Linked DNA regions of Mus musculus: all the other regions are linked to region 1. A link is a contact called in public Micro-C and promoter capture Hi-C data. All regions are on one chromosome and are shown on one strand. The core of a region is the stretch at or near the end of the contact, and the rest is flanking DNA. Distances in the headings are between cores, read along the strand shown.

Region 1 (4,055 bases), core at 1,039-3,538:
GGAGGATTGCAAGTACAAGGTCATCCTCTACTACAAAACAAGTTCAAAGCTATCATGAGTTACATTAGAGCCTATTTTAAAAGTAACACAGAAACAGTTAAAAAACAACAAACAAACAAACAACAACTTGGAGTATCTGTAGTTCCAGCTTCTCAGGAGGTGGAGGTGAGAGGATCTTCCTTCCTTCCTTCCTTCCTTCCTTCCTTCCTCCCTCCTTCCCTTCCTTCCTCCCTCCCTCCCTTCCTTCCTTCCTTCCTTCCTTCCTTCCTTCCTTCCTTCCTCCCTCCCTTCCTTCCTTCTTTCCTTCCTTCCCCCCTCTCTCTCTTTCTTTCTTTTTAGGAGAAGGTTCTTTTTGAACCCAGGAGTTAACTTGTTTTGATTTTTTGAGACATCTCACTTACTATGTAGTCCTAACTGGCCTTAAACTTATGGCAATCCTCCTGTCTTTTGGGTGTTGCACAGGTGTAACTGAGCCAGAGGTTCAAGGCCAGCCTGGGCAACATAGTGAGATACTGTTTTAAAATAAAAAGAACAACCTGGAGGTGGTGGCGCACGCCTTTAGTCCCAACACTCAGGAAGCAGGGGCAGGCTGGTCTCTGAGTTTGAGGCCAGCCTGGTCTACAGAGTGAGTTCTAGGACAGCCAGGTCTACACAGAGAAATGGTATCTCCAAAAACAAAAAAGAAGAAAAGAAAGAAAAGATGGAGGGAGAGAGTTAGGAAGGAAAGGAAGGGTGTCAAATTTATCTTCTAGGAGATAGTTAATAATCCCAAAGCCAGGGTAATGGTGGCCAGTCACTGCAGATGACAGAGACCCTCACCAATGAGGGGGTTTGTTGAGCTATTTGTTTTGGTTTACTTTTGGTTTTTGAGACACGGTCTATCTGTGTAACCCTGGCTGTCCTTAAACTCAATATGTAAAGCAGGCTGGCCTTGAACTCACAAGAGGTCTGGCTGCCCCTGTTCCCTGAGTATGGGATTAGAGAGTCACCATGCGCAGCTCCGTTCAGCGCTTTTTAGTTGTGGATCCTTGCAGGGTAGCTTTGAATGAGCACACAGCTTGTTCTAGTCACGGTGCTCGGGTTGGGGCCTCTTGGTTTGCAGTCAACAAAAAAGTTAATTATTTTCTCCCCACTGCTCAATAATTCAAACCAAGTTTCGAGCACAGCCCCTCCCTTGATCCAGCGCTTTGGGTCTGGGTCTCAAGGCTAGTGGGAAGGAGCCAGGTGCATAGCTCAACTGTAGAGCTTCCGTAGCACATACAAGGCCGGTCTCCAACCCTAGTGCTAGGGGAAAAGAGACAGAGAACCTCAGGCATTCACAAAAGTTACCCTGTTCTCCAGGCCCACTGGGGGGCCGTGAGAGGGAGACCTTCAGTATGGGAATCTACGAAACCATAAGGAAGATGGGGATTTGCCATACGAATCCTCCATCTCATGTCACCCCTGAAGCTCTGCCGGTCTGAAGACACTGAAAAGCCACCATGCTCCCAGGCAGGCGTGCGTTCCATCTCCCAACAGGTAACGTACGGAACTGCCCTCTGAACGGGATTATCTGAGCCTCCACAATGTCCCTGACTGTCACCTTCATCTAGGACTTATAGTCTGCTCTGGATGTGTGTCCTGTGTGAGAGGGAGTTGGTCCTATGTCCCTCTGGCCTCCTGCACCATCCAGCAGCCTACAGCCTCTCCAGGCACTATGACCCCCAACCCAGTTCTAGGAAGCTACAAGTGGGAAGATTCTCCTTGAGGAGTCTGACTGAGCATCTGAAGGTCAGGTCAGTGAGCTCTGGCAGAGGCAAGGTATCCTGGATGAGTTGTGAGCAGGCACATTCCTGAGGAGGAAGCGGTCTGTGATTTAGTAGTCTCTATGAGGCCTTGGTTGTCCTTTCTAGAAGCCATTTTGTCACATATTCTGATACCAATAACAACCTCACAGTGAGAAGTGGGTTCTCAAAGAAGCCAGTCCTGGATGGGGAAAGATTTTAAAGCTGCCAAGTAAAGCCAGGCAGAGGCAGGGAAACCCTGTCTCCTCTTCTCACTCATTGGGGTTTTAAGTCTATTTGTTGTTCATTCAGAGATAGCAAAACACATGTGAACCCACAAGGAGCAGGTGGACCCCGACAGAGGACCCACATGCAGTGCAGAGGGCTGCTTTGTCACTCTGTCCTGAAGTGCCAGGTGTTGGCTTACCTGAATAGCTCCAATCACTGTGGGCCTGGATGCCCAGGAAGAACAGGGACACCACGCTCACCAGGGCCCTCATGGCAGATGCTGTAGCCCTGAATGCAGGACAGGTTCTGGGCTGCACTTCTTTTAAATGCCCAGAAACTGTAAATAACAATTTACCAGGTCCAGCTGGCTGATCCGCCCTTGCTGCGCCCACTGAGCAATAACACCCTCCCCACAATGGCCCTTCTGACTTGGTGCCTGTGCACGTGCCTCACCTCCTCCCAGGGCATTACCATAGCCAATTAGCCCATGTCTGGTTGTTCAACATCTTTGGGAACTCAGTTCAGTGGCCACACAGTGCAGCCATTGTGGACCTTGGATGATGAGCGAGCTGGAGGGATTGAGAAGAGCCCGAGGCACAGCGCACCCGGAAGCAGGGGCTTCCAGGACAGTGGCCTTATGTCCTCTGCCCTTTCTCCTGGCTGCTGAGTGAAGTCACCAGGGTCTGAAAACCATGCCAGATTCCAGTTGGTATTTCCTGCCTGTCCCAGAGTGGACATAAGAACATCCCTGATGGCTCAAGGGTTGACCCCCATTCCCTGGCCAGCTAGGCAACTGGGAAGATAGTCTTATATCCTAGCTTTAGGCAAGAACAGGAGGAGCCCAGTTAGAGGCAGAGATAGGTTTATCCAGCCCTTGACCTTGGAGCCAGGCTTTTCTCTTTTTTTGAAGAGCAGCCAGTGCTCTTAACTTCTGAGCCATCTCTCCAGCCCTCAGCCTGCTTCCTTCCTTCCTTCCTTTCTTTCTTTCTTTCTTTCTTTCTTTCTTTCTTTCTTCCTTTCTTTCTTTCTTTCAAAAATTTATTTATTTTATGTATGTGAGTACACTGTAGTTGCACAGACTGTTGTGAACCTTCATGTGGTTGTTGGGAATTTTAGGACCTCTGCTAGCTCTGGTCGGCCCCACTTGCTTAGTCTCTGCTCGATCCAGCCCAAAGATTTATTTATTATTATAAATAAGTACACTATAGCTGACTTCAGACATACCAGAAGAGAGTGTAAGATCTCATTATCGGTGGTAGTGAGCCACCATGTGGTTGCTGGGATTTGAACTCAGGACCTTCAGAAGAGCAGTCAGTGCTCTTGCCTGCTGAGCCATCTTGCCAACATGGAGCTGGGCTTTTGAGCTACATCTGTACACATGCCTTGGAGACACTGAGGTAGAGGAGGTGTGGGTGCTCCTATGTTCCTGGGGATTTGTTCTGACAGCTACAGTGCACTTGGGAACACCAAGGCTGAGTCCAAAAGTTGCCTGATCCTTGTGCATCTATGTAGATAATGAAAGAGAAATTGGTATTATGCCTGCCTGATTAGCCAGCGTATCCCATGTCCTTCAGAGACGCAAAGGTGTAGGCAGGTGGGGCTCCTGGAGGGAGCTGGCCAGATGCAAAGAACTGATCTGCTCTGGCAGAGAATCGATCTGCTCTCTGGGATAGCAAAGTGGTAGCGTGTCGCTGTAGCAAGTGTATGTGAGGAGGTGGATTGCTCATATTTCAGAGGGCTCCCTGCAGCCATTTATTTCATCAGGGAACATCCATTACTGTGAAGACCCCACTGAAATCCTAAACCCGTGAAGCTCAAGAGCCCAAAGATTCGCAAAGGAACCAGGTACCCAACTACTCTGTGCCTCAGTTTCCCCCTCAGTTTCCAATAGGAGTTTGAGACAGCACACACACACACACACACACACACACACACACACACACAAGGAATTCAGCAGTAGCTTTATGTCCTCAGAGCAGCCTTGAAGCATGGTGGCTGGCATTATTTTTGAACTTCTCATTTTATGACAAGGGAGTGACTTACCGCTATCGCCCCAGTCTGAGG
Region 2 (4,055 bases), core at 1,072-3,571, 340 kb after region 1:
AGTCTTTGAAGTAAACTCTAATTGTTTAAAGAAGTCAGTAGTGTGGGTAGAGAACAGAATTTATTGTCAAGTCCTTTTAGAAATAAGACAGTGAATTAAAAATCAGTTATATGTACAGAAAGGTGGCGGAAGGCAATCAGTTCTGTCAGTTAGTTTGCAAAAAGATTCTACTGTCTAACAAGCTGTAAGGAGAAATAGCTTTAACTCCTTGGGTAACATTTAGGAGCATTAGAGGAAGGCCTTCGCCTCTGGAGTATACAGATGAGGCTCCACCTTCCCTTTCACACGATGGCTTCCTTACAGCAAGCTCCCTTGGAGAGTGTGGCCAAAGATGTGTGTGGTTTTCTATTTTTTCCCTTTTCATTTGTAAAGCAAATGTCATTTTCATATGCTGGGCATGGTGGTGCATGCCTTTAATCCCAGCACTCGGGAGGCAGGGGCAGGCAGATTTCTGAGTCCAAGGCCAGCCTGGTCTACAGAGAGAGTTCCAGGACAGCCAGGGCTACACAGAGAAACCCTGTCTCAAAAAAAAAAAAAAAAAAAAAAGTCATTTTCTTTTGCCCTTTTCTATACCTCATTATCTCTCCGCCATATTTTTACTTGGTTTTCTTTTAAAGCCAGCAATACATAGTGTCCCCATCCAGGGCTCCTGGTGTGTGTGTGTTTGTGTGTGTGTGTGTGTGTGTGTGTGTGTGTGTGTGTTTTGTGTTTGGACCTTGGAGCTAGGTAGAGTAGAGCTGAGGTAGGGAAAGAACCCCACCATGGACATGAACATGCCTTGCCTTGTAGTTCAGGATAATCATTTTAGCCAAAGATTACTTTTTATTGAGCATTTTTCATTTTTCCTTGAGAGGGACAATGGGGATATCTTCAGCTTGAAAGATTCATAAATACTAGGGCAGTGGGCTGTTGAAACCACATTTCCATCTCGTTTTCAAGGACATGTAAAAAAAAAATGGAGCTAGCATACACTTCTCAGTGCTCAGTCATCTTTCCCTGTTCTTTTAAAAAATGAGAACAAGGCACAAGGGGGCTTGGGAAATTGCATGTAGTTCTCCCATAGACAAAGTGGATATTTTATAAATGAAGAGGATAGAAACCCTTTTCTTCTTCAGTTTCTTAGCAACAGAACAGAGAGAGTTTTAATGTGTGTGCTTGGAACATTATGTCTTTATCAACATCAGAGCCTTCCTCGTTCATGGGTGAGATATACTAGACTGCTAACTGGGATTTGGAGTTGGGAGAAAGGAAAAAAATGAGGTAGAGGGGCTGGAGAGATGGTTCAGAGGTTATGAGGACTGACTGCTCTGCTGAAGGTCCTGAGTTCAATTCCCAGCAATCACATGGTGGCTCACAAGCATCTGTAACGAGATCTGATGCCCTCTTCTGAGTGTCTGGCGACAGCTACAGTGTACTTACATATATAATAAATAAATCTTAAAAATAAATAAATAAATAAAATAAAGGAGGTAGAAAACAGGAGCTGTGCCCTGAGGATGGAACTCATTCCGAGCCAGCTCTTAGTCCCCTGCGTTCCTCTGTGTGATTTTGAAGGCCTTTCCTGTAGAGGTAGTGGTCATCAGGGTAGCCTCGCGGTTGCCAGGAGGGGGGAGGGTTTGTTGGGTTCTGACTTGGACTTACCGAGTGAAGTCCAGCCAGGCAGCTTTGGTTTCTGTTGTGCTGAGGCTATAGCAGAGCAAAATAGGCAAATATGCCTGCCCTCGTGCACTCAACGTGTAATTAATACTCATTGACAAGTGTTAACTCAGTGAAATGAGAAACAGCATAGGAAAGCAGTATGCAGTGCAGGGCAGCACTTGGAACTTTACTTAAGGTAACCCTGAAACGTCACTCTTGAGTGAAGACATAGAAAACATTTGAGAGCCAGCTTTGCAAATAAATAGGAGAAGAACATTCTAAAACCAAAGAAACGGAATGCAGTAATTCCCCTCATACTTGTGAGAGGTCCTATCCAATGTGGGTGCTGTGCTGAGTACAAAGGAGGCTGTCTGGTCTAGGCTTTGTCCATGTGGTTTAAGCCGTGGTCACTGTGCTAGAATGGTATTGGTCATCTGGGTGTCTGTACACTGGATGAGGAAATCTGAGTGTAGGGCCTTGGCTTGGGAGTGCCCCAGAGAGCCCCAGGAAGAGATGAAATAAGTAGGCTGCGGGCGGCATCTTGAAGCTCATGCCTGCTCCTCTGAATTCCTTTCCTGTAACTGAGCAAATGGGTGTGCTGTGAGCAGTTCTGCTTCCTCCTGCCTTGCCCCTCCCTGCCGCGTCTCTGTGGTTTCTGTTTTGTACGATTCTGAGTCAGCCTCTTCTCACTCTACCAGACTGTAGGCCGAGTCTGAGCATTCTGGCTTATAACCAGAGCGGACAGTGTTTACTGTACTACCTGTGTTTACCCAGATTCCACATTTGTGCAAGCAGCTGTTTTCTTAAGTATTCACGCATAAGAAAAACACCTGAAAAGGAAATGGCATAAACTGTCCCTGCCCCAGAGCAGCTATTACTAGGAAGTTAACCAAGGGAGTAAACTTGAAGCAATTTAGGATTATCAATCCAATACTCTGAATTTTATCACCTATTGGAAAGAAAGGGTTTAAAAAAGAAACTTTCCTTTGAGTCCAATGCTAGTTTTGAAAGTCTACTCAGGAAAAAGATCTCTGTGATACCATTATTTGACAAAGCTGGGTAGTTTCTGTGTCCACTGACTTTTGTTGTAGTTGTTTGTTTGTTTGTTTGTTTGTTTGTTTGTTTTTGACAGCAGTCACTATGTAGCCATGGCTGGCATGGAACTCACTATGTGGACCCGGCTAAACTCAAACTTACAGATTTCTCCCTGCCTCTGCCTTTAGAATTCTTTGTAATTTAAATTTTTTCTAACACCTATTTTAAATGATGGTTCTTAAATGCTTTAAGCTCTCCTTTAGCCTACTACCCACCAGAGGGAGTGGGAAAGAAAGGATACAGGGGAAGTGGACCTGCTTAGAAAGGTTCTTTGGAGCAGCTCCTGTCTGTGTTGTCTGGAAATCAGCCATTCAGTTCACACGTCATCACTGGGAGCTCGATCCACTCGCAAACTCTTCACGGATAGATACACCAGCAGCCCAGTTCAGTAGAGTCAGGAGAGCAAACAGGAATCAGTAGTGGGGCACTACCTAGCAGAGACAGCCAGGCCTCAGCCTCAGCCCGAGTCAGCAGGAGGGACCAGGGCCAATAGGAACACCAGGAGGAGTTTTCAGCTGTGCCTCTCTCAGGGAAGCGAAAATCTGTGGAAACTCAAGACCCACAAGCGTTGCACAGCTAGATATATCAGCAAGCCAAGCTCAGCCTCCATCACTGTCCATCAAGCCCTAGTTATACCCTGTCCTCCTCGCGCCTTGCCTTAGCACATGCATCCAATCAGCTGGAGTCCGCAGAAGCAGCAAGAAACTGCAGCACACCACCAGAAGTTTTTTGGTGCGTTTCTCTCTATGGCGTCCTGACAAATGCATATCAACTACGCAATGTAAGGCGGACCAATGCATGTGTGTTGTTAGCAAAGAATCCTTCATCACGTGTCCTTTCACATGCTTGCTTTAGCAAAACATCCTTTCACCTGTGCCTGCTTCACTGGAACGTTCCTTCATGTGTTTGTGCCAGCAAAACACCATCCAGCCAACTTTCCAAAGAACCCTTAAGTTTCCACTTCAGCTCTGGAATTAACAGTTTGCACTACACTCTGCTATGTGTAGTAACTGGGTACTGGCCAGGTTTAATTCCCAGCAGTACTCTGTTCTTCTCTCCCAACACTTCAGTCCTAGGCTCTGATGGTGTGTCAAGTCTGCCCAATGTCATGGTCACACAGACTTAGTAAGGTATTATCTGTGAGCAGGAAGGAGCTTGGCAGCAGTAGCCCAGGTTAGCCTGGCCTCTCTGACAAGCTGTTCACCCTAGTGCTCTTTCCAAAGCAGAGTGACTGCTCTGTTGATCTGATTCTCGAAGCTGCCTGCTGTGATACACACTCCAACCTCAGTGTGCCTCCCTTCTTCTACCACTATCAGTGCTTG
Region 3 (4,055 bases), core at 961-3,460, 290 kb after region 1:
AAGAAAGAGCCTCCTCACACAAAAGGTGCTGCTAAGACTAGATAGATACCCAATGTGGAGAAGGGTGAGTCTAACCTGTCTCTCATATCATACAAAAGTCATCCAGTGCACATAAAAATTCCTGTGTAAGACCTGGAGCTGAGAAGGACTCCAGTAGCTCAATAAATAATCAAAACTGACAACTAGTGTTCCATGGGATAAGATTCTTTTGCACAGCAAAGGAAGCAGTCTTAACAGTGGGAGCAGAGAACCTCTGCTTAGTCTACGTTTTACAGGGAATTACTATGGAGACAAACATCGTGTGCTTTTTTTTTAATGAAAGCTAGAGGTGCAGAGTGTGGGAGAGAGCGATGAGTAGGGGGAGGGACGGGGTAAGGAATGCCAGAGCATAATGGGAATAAAGGAGACAAGTGCCACCCACCCACTCATTCTATCATATGTAAAATCTAAAGTTTTCCAAATGTATAAAGGACACAAACGTAGCGGGCAGGAAGGACCTAAAGGGAGGGTACACATTGGACTCTAGCTTTGACTAATGTAAATCTGTTTATAGGTCAAAGCAAAAGAGGGAGCATGTGGGAGAAGGAAGGGTCCAGCAGGAGAACAGAGAAAGGTAGAGAGGGCTAACCTAGGTAGAGACCAGTGATAGACCCTGGAGCCAGGGGCAGGTAGATCTTCAAGGCCGGTCTGGTCTATAGAATGAGTTCCAGGACAGACAAGGCTACACAGAAATCCTGCCTTAAAACCATTTCCCCAAAAGAAAGAAATTTCAGCTCAGAGATCTTGGTAAACAAAACCAGTTAAACCTACTATGTAGTCAGCCAAAACACTAGAGTCTTTGGTTGAGCTGCAATAAATATCTTAGCCACGTCTCAGTTCTATGTCTTTTTTATGGTCCTGATTTGTTTCAGCTAGTACTTCATAACCGTTTAACCGACTGCTTCATCTTTCAGTTAAGAGCCCTAGGAAGGATTCTCTCCTTAGAGCCCAGCATGCCTGCCTTCTAGTCTCATGCTAGCACTTTATTTTGTGTCTATCCATAAGGTATTCTCTTCCTGGGCTTTGTTTTGCATCTGTCATGTGAAAGTGGGCATTGTGAACTCTGAAAGTGGTGTTTTGTAACTTCTTGGTAATTATAGGCATTGTTGCATAGCTTCATTGACAAGGTGCTCCATACTTTGATCTCATGGAAGATCTTTGTATAGCTTTGGGGATGAGCTACATCAGCATTTCCTTGGTTACTATCCTGTCTGAAAAGCCTTCAACAACATAGCACAAAGCCCAGATCTTCTTATTTCAGTAACTTTTGCCAGAAAACATAAACATCTTCAGATATTGAAAAAAAATATTTAAAAGCCTGTAAATTCAGAGCTGGGTTCCATATATGAACCTGACTAGGAAGTATATCTTTGGTTCATAGTGTGAGGCATTTAGGTCAGGCTTGTCGTTGGTCTCCAGGGAAGCCTGCTTGTGACCCTAAAGTGTCAAGAAGGAGATAATATAAAAAGCAGACTCATGCCAGTGATGCCCCATGTCAGAAATATATGTAAGAAGTTTTAGGAGGGATGTACCCTAGTGCAAGATTGTGGAAGATGGCTGCGGGTAAACTGTCTGTGAATGTTGAGCTTTGCTCTTAGAAATGACAGGACATTGAAAGAACAATTCACCACCAACCAAGATAAAAGAAACAGCAAGTGCCGCAGCCACCACAGTCCAGTGCCAGTGTGAGCAAGTGTGGGGAGAAGCAGTGTCCGTGCCAGTGTGAGCAAGTGTGGGGAGAAGCAGTGTCCGTGCCAGTGTGAGCAAGTGTGGGAAGAAGCAGTGTCCAGTGCCAGTGTGAGCAAGTGTGGGGAGAAGCAGTGTCCAGTGCCAGTGTGAGCAAGTGTGGAGAGAAGCAGTGTCCAGTGCCAGTGTGAGCAAGTGTGGAGAGAAGCAGTGTCCAGTGCCAGTGTGAGCAAGTGTGGAGAGAAGCAGTGTCCAGTGCCAGTGTGAGCAAGTGTGGAGAGAAGCAGTGTCCAGTGCCAGTGTGAGCAAGTGTGGGGAGAAGCAGTGTCCAGTGCCAGTGTGAGCAAGTGTGGAGAGAAGCAGTGTCCAGTGCCAGTGTGAGCAAGTGTGGGGAGAAGCAGTGCTGAGCTGTCCAGGGCGCAGCTCTCTGGAGAGCCAGCCCCACTTGGAGCTGTTGTTTTGTTTTTCAAAATGCAGATGAGCTGGAAGAAAGAGGAAGTAGGTAGCCTGCTTGCCTTCTCCCTCAGGGGAGCTGTCACAAGCTGCCTGTCTTAGCCAACAACAAAATGTCAGAAAAACACACACAGGGGACGATCTGCCAGTCACCTGTTTACCTCTTGAGGAGGAACAAGCCAGGATCCCTCCTGGGGTCAGAAGAAGACACTTGGGTTGCATGCCATCATTGTCACCCAGGGCAGCTAATGAGACCCAAACAATAATTTTGAAAATAAGATTTTCTTGAGTTGGAGTAACTTTTTATGTAATAGTAACTTTTTCCTGTGTGTAGCTATTAAGTTCTTTCCCGTCGTAACGAGTTAGCCTCTTGTATGTGAAAGAGTTTCTTTGATGCCCGGCTCCATTTCAGCAGCTCTGCGCTGTCTAAGCGCAGCAGCAGGTCTAAGGAAATGCTCTTCCGCCCCGTCGCCCTGTTTTCATGTGTTGGGACAAAGGGAAACTATTTCAGATAAATCTGCTTATGTGTTCTCTCTCTGAACTTAGGAAATTTTACATTTTTGAGAGAGCCTCTGAACTTTGGGTGTCCTACCTCCTTGAATTCGAGGGTTGCCTGGCACATGTGGTCCTCAGGATCAAACCCAGGGCTTCATGCATGTTGGGCAAGCACTCTTATAACTGAGTCTCACCTTCAGCCCTGTGACTGAGGTGTGCTGTATTTCTGCAGAAAATGTGTAGATTCCTCAGCTTAGAACTCATGTTGTCTCACAGGATGAACAGGGCTCTGCACATGGTACCGAGCACCATGTCCTGCTCTAAGAATCTGTAAGAACTCATGTTCTTGGAAAAGATTTTCGTTTTTTGACTCCATTCCATTTCTGAGAAACAGTTGGTCCTGTCCTTTTTTCCAATCTTTTATGTTTTGAGGGAATTTTGTGATGTTTCTTTAAGTTATAACTGAGTGGTGTAAAGATCATTTAGTTTGCAGGCGGGAGTAACCTGCGTACCTGCTATTTCATAATGATAAACAGTGCTTTGTGGGAGGCGAACGCTGGATGGGTAGACAGGCTTGTTCTGCAGGGTTTTACCAGGGCCTCTCTTGGCTGCTCTGTGGGCAGGGTGACTGAGTACTTTGGTCCTCAGTATTGCTGTAGTGAGATGGACTTGTTACATGGCTTTAGAAATCTTTCAAAATGAGTTTTAATAGATTTAGGTTTATAGATAGTGTTGTGCGAGAATGAATCAGGGCACTTGAAATGTTTTGTTTGTTTGTTTGGTTGGTTGGTTGGTTGGTTGGTTAGTTGTTTTTTTGTTTTGTTTTGTTTTTCCAAGTATGCTGAGGTGTTTATAGTGGATGGTCTTTAGGCATTTGGGGGGAGGGGCATATGCATGCACGTTCACTTAACTGAGGGGGGGTTAGTGTCAGCCAACCATTATGGTTCATGCTAGGTTAGTGCTCTGCTGCTGAGGTTATTTCCCCCCCCCCCCCCCATCCTTGATCTGAACCTTGTTGCTGTTTTTATTGTTTCAGTTCATTCTTGGAGACCTGGCTGGGCTCATATTAATTACCTTAGAGGATGCTGTAATTTAATCACTTGGAGATTTGGGGGTTCTTTTTGCATGAAGTATGGCATTCCTTGTGTGCTGTATTAGTGCTGTCTCCATTGTGGCCATACCTATGTGGCTAGCTTGCTTGTTTGGTCTTTTTGTCAAGTGCGTTTTCAAAAAGACATGTGTTTAGTTGCTTCTCCTAAGCACTGCTGCTGTTTCTGCGCTTAATTTCAGGTGCAGTTATTTGTACCTGTTTTCCTCGTTCTTGTTCTTTGTTGAAAACATGGTTATTTAAAAACCTGACTTACTTAAAAAATAGAAAAGAC

The links. Promoter capture Hi-C pulls out the DNA fragments that hold promoters and counts their contacts. A called contact is a pair of places that touch in the nucleus more often than the background predicts.
Region 2: a Micro-C map of the HL-1 cell line shows a contact between it and region 1, with 1.8 times the contacts expected there. The contact joins the enhancer-like site here to the promoter of Car6 in region 1. A contact is called at or near these places in 9 of 39 promoter capture datasets (the C10 cell line, the HPC-7 cell line, cranial neural crest and 5 more), 1 of 484 Hi-C or Micro-C datasets (the HL-1 cell line) and 1 of 115 datasets of contacts at active chromatin or transcription factors (bone marrow-derived macrophages).
Region 3: a promoter capture Hi-C map of liver shows a contact between it and region 1. The contact joins the enhancer-like site here to the promoter of Car6 in region 1. A contact is called at or near these places in 9 of 39 promoter capture datasets (the 3T3-L1 cell line, the C10 cell line, the HPC-7 cell line and 4 more), 5 of 484 Hi-C or Micro-C datasets (the G1E-ER4 cell line, embryonic stem cells and nephron progenitors), 3 of 115 datasets of contacts at active chromatin or transcription factors (embryonic stem cells and microglia) and 1 of 9 other capture datasets (liver).

Annotation. Positions count from the first base shown.
Region 1 is chr4:150,198,847-150,202,901 of GRCm38.p6, forward strand. It overlaps Car6 (carbonic anhydrase 6), which reads right to left and starts at 2,289. Exons shown (of 8, transcript NM_009802.2): 1 at 2,191-2,289. The coding sequence starts at 2,263.
Region 2 is chr4:150,542,795-150,546,849 of GRCm38.p6, forward strand. All of the region lies in intron 11 of Rere (arginine glutamic acid dipeptide (RE) repeats), which reads left to right. Among named protein-coding and RNA genes, the nearest start is that of Gm52709, 77 kb to the left of the region's middle. Within about 2 kb of position 2,322, at least 270 of the 459 cell types and tissues checked have an H3K27ac peak or open chromatin away from gene starts, as enhancers often do. A contact at or near this core is called in the HL-1 cell line, the HPC-7 cell line, bone marrow-derived macrophages and 4 more, where this site is marked.
Region 3 is chr4:150,484,056-150,488,110 of GRCm38.p6, forward strand. All of the region lies in intron 7 of Rere (arginine glutamic acid dipeptide (RE) repeats), which reads left to right. Among named protein-coding and RNA genes, the nearest start is that of Gm52709, 19 kb to the left of the region's middle. Within about 2 kb of position 2,211, at least 103 of the 459 cell types and tissues checked have an H3K27ac peak or open chromatin away from gene starts, as enhancers often do. A contact at or near this core is called in the G1E-ER4 cell line, the HPC-7 cell line, liver and 1 more, where this site is marked.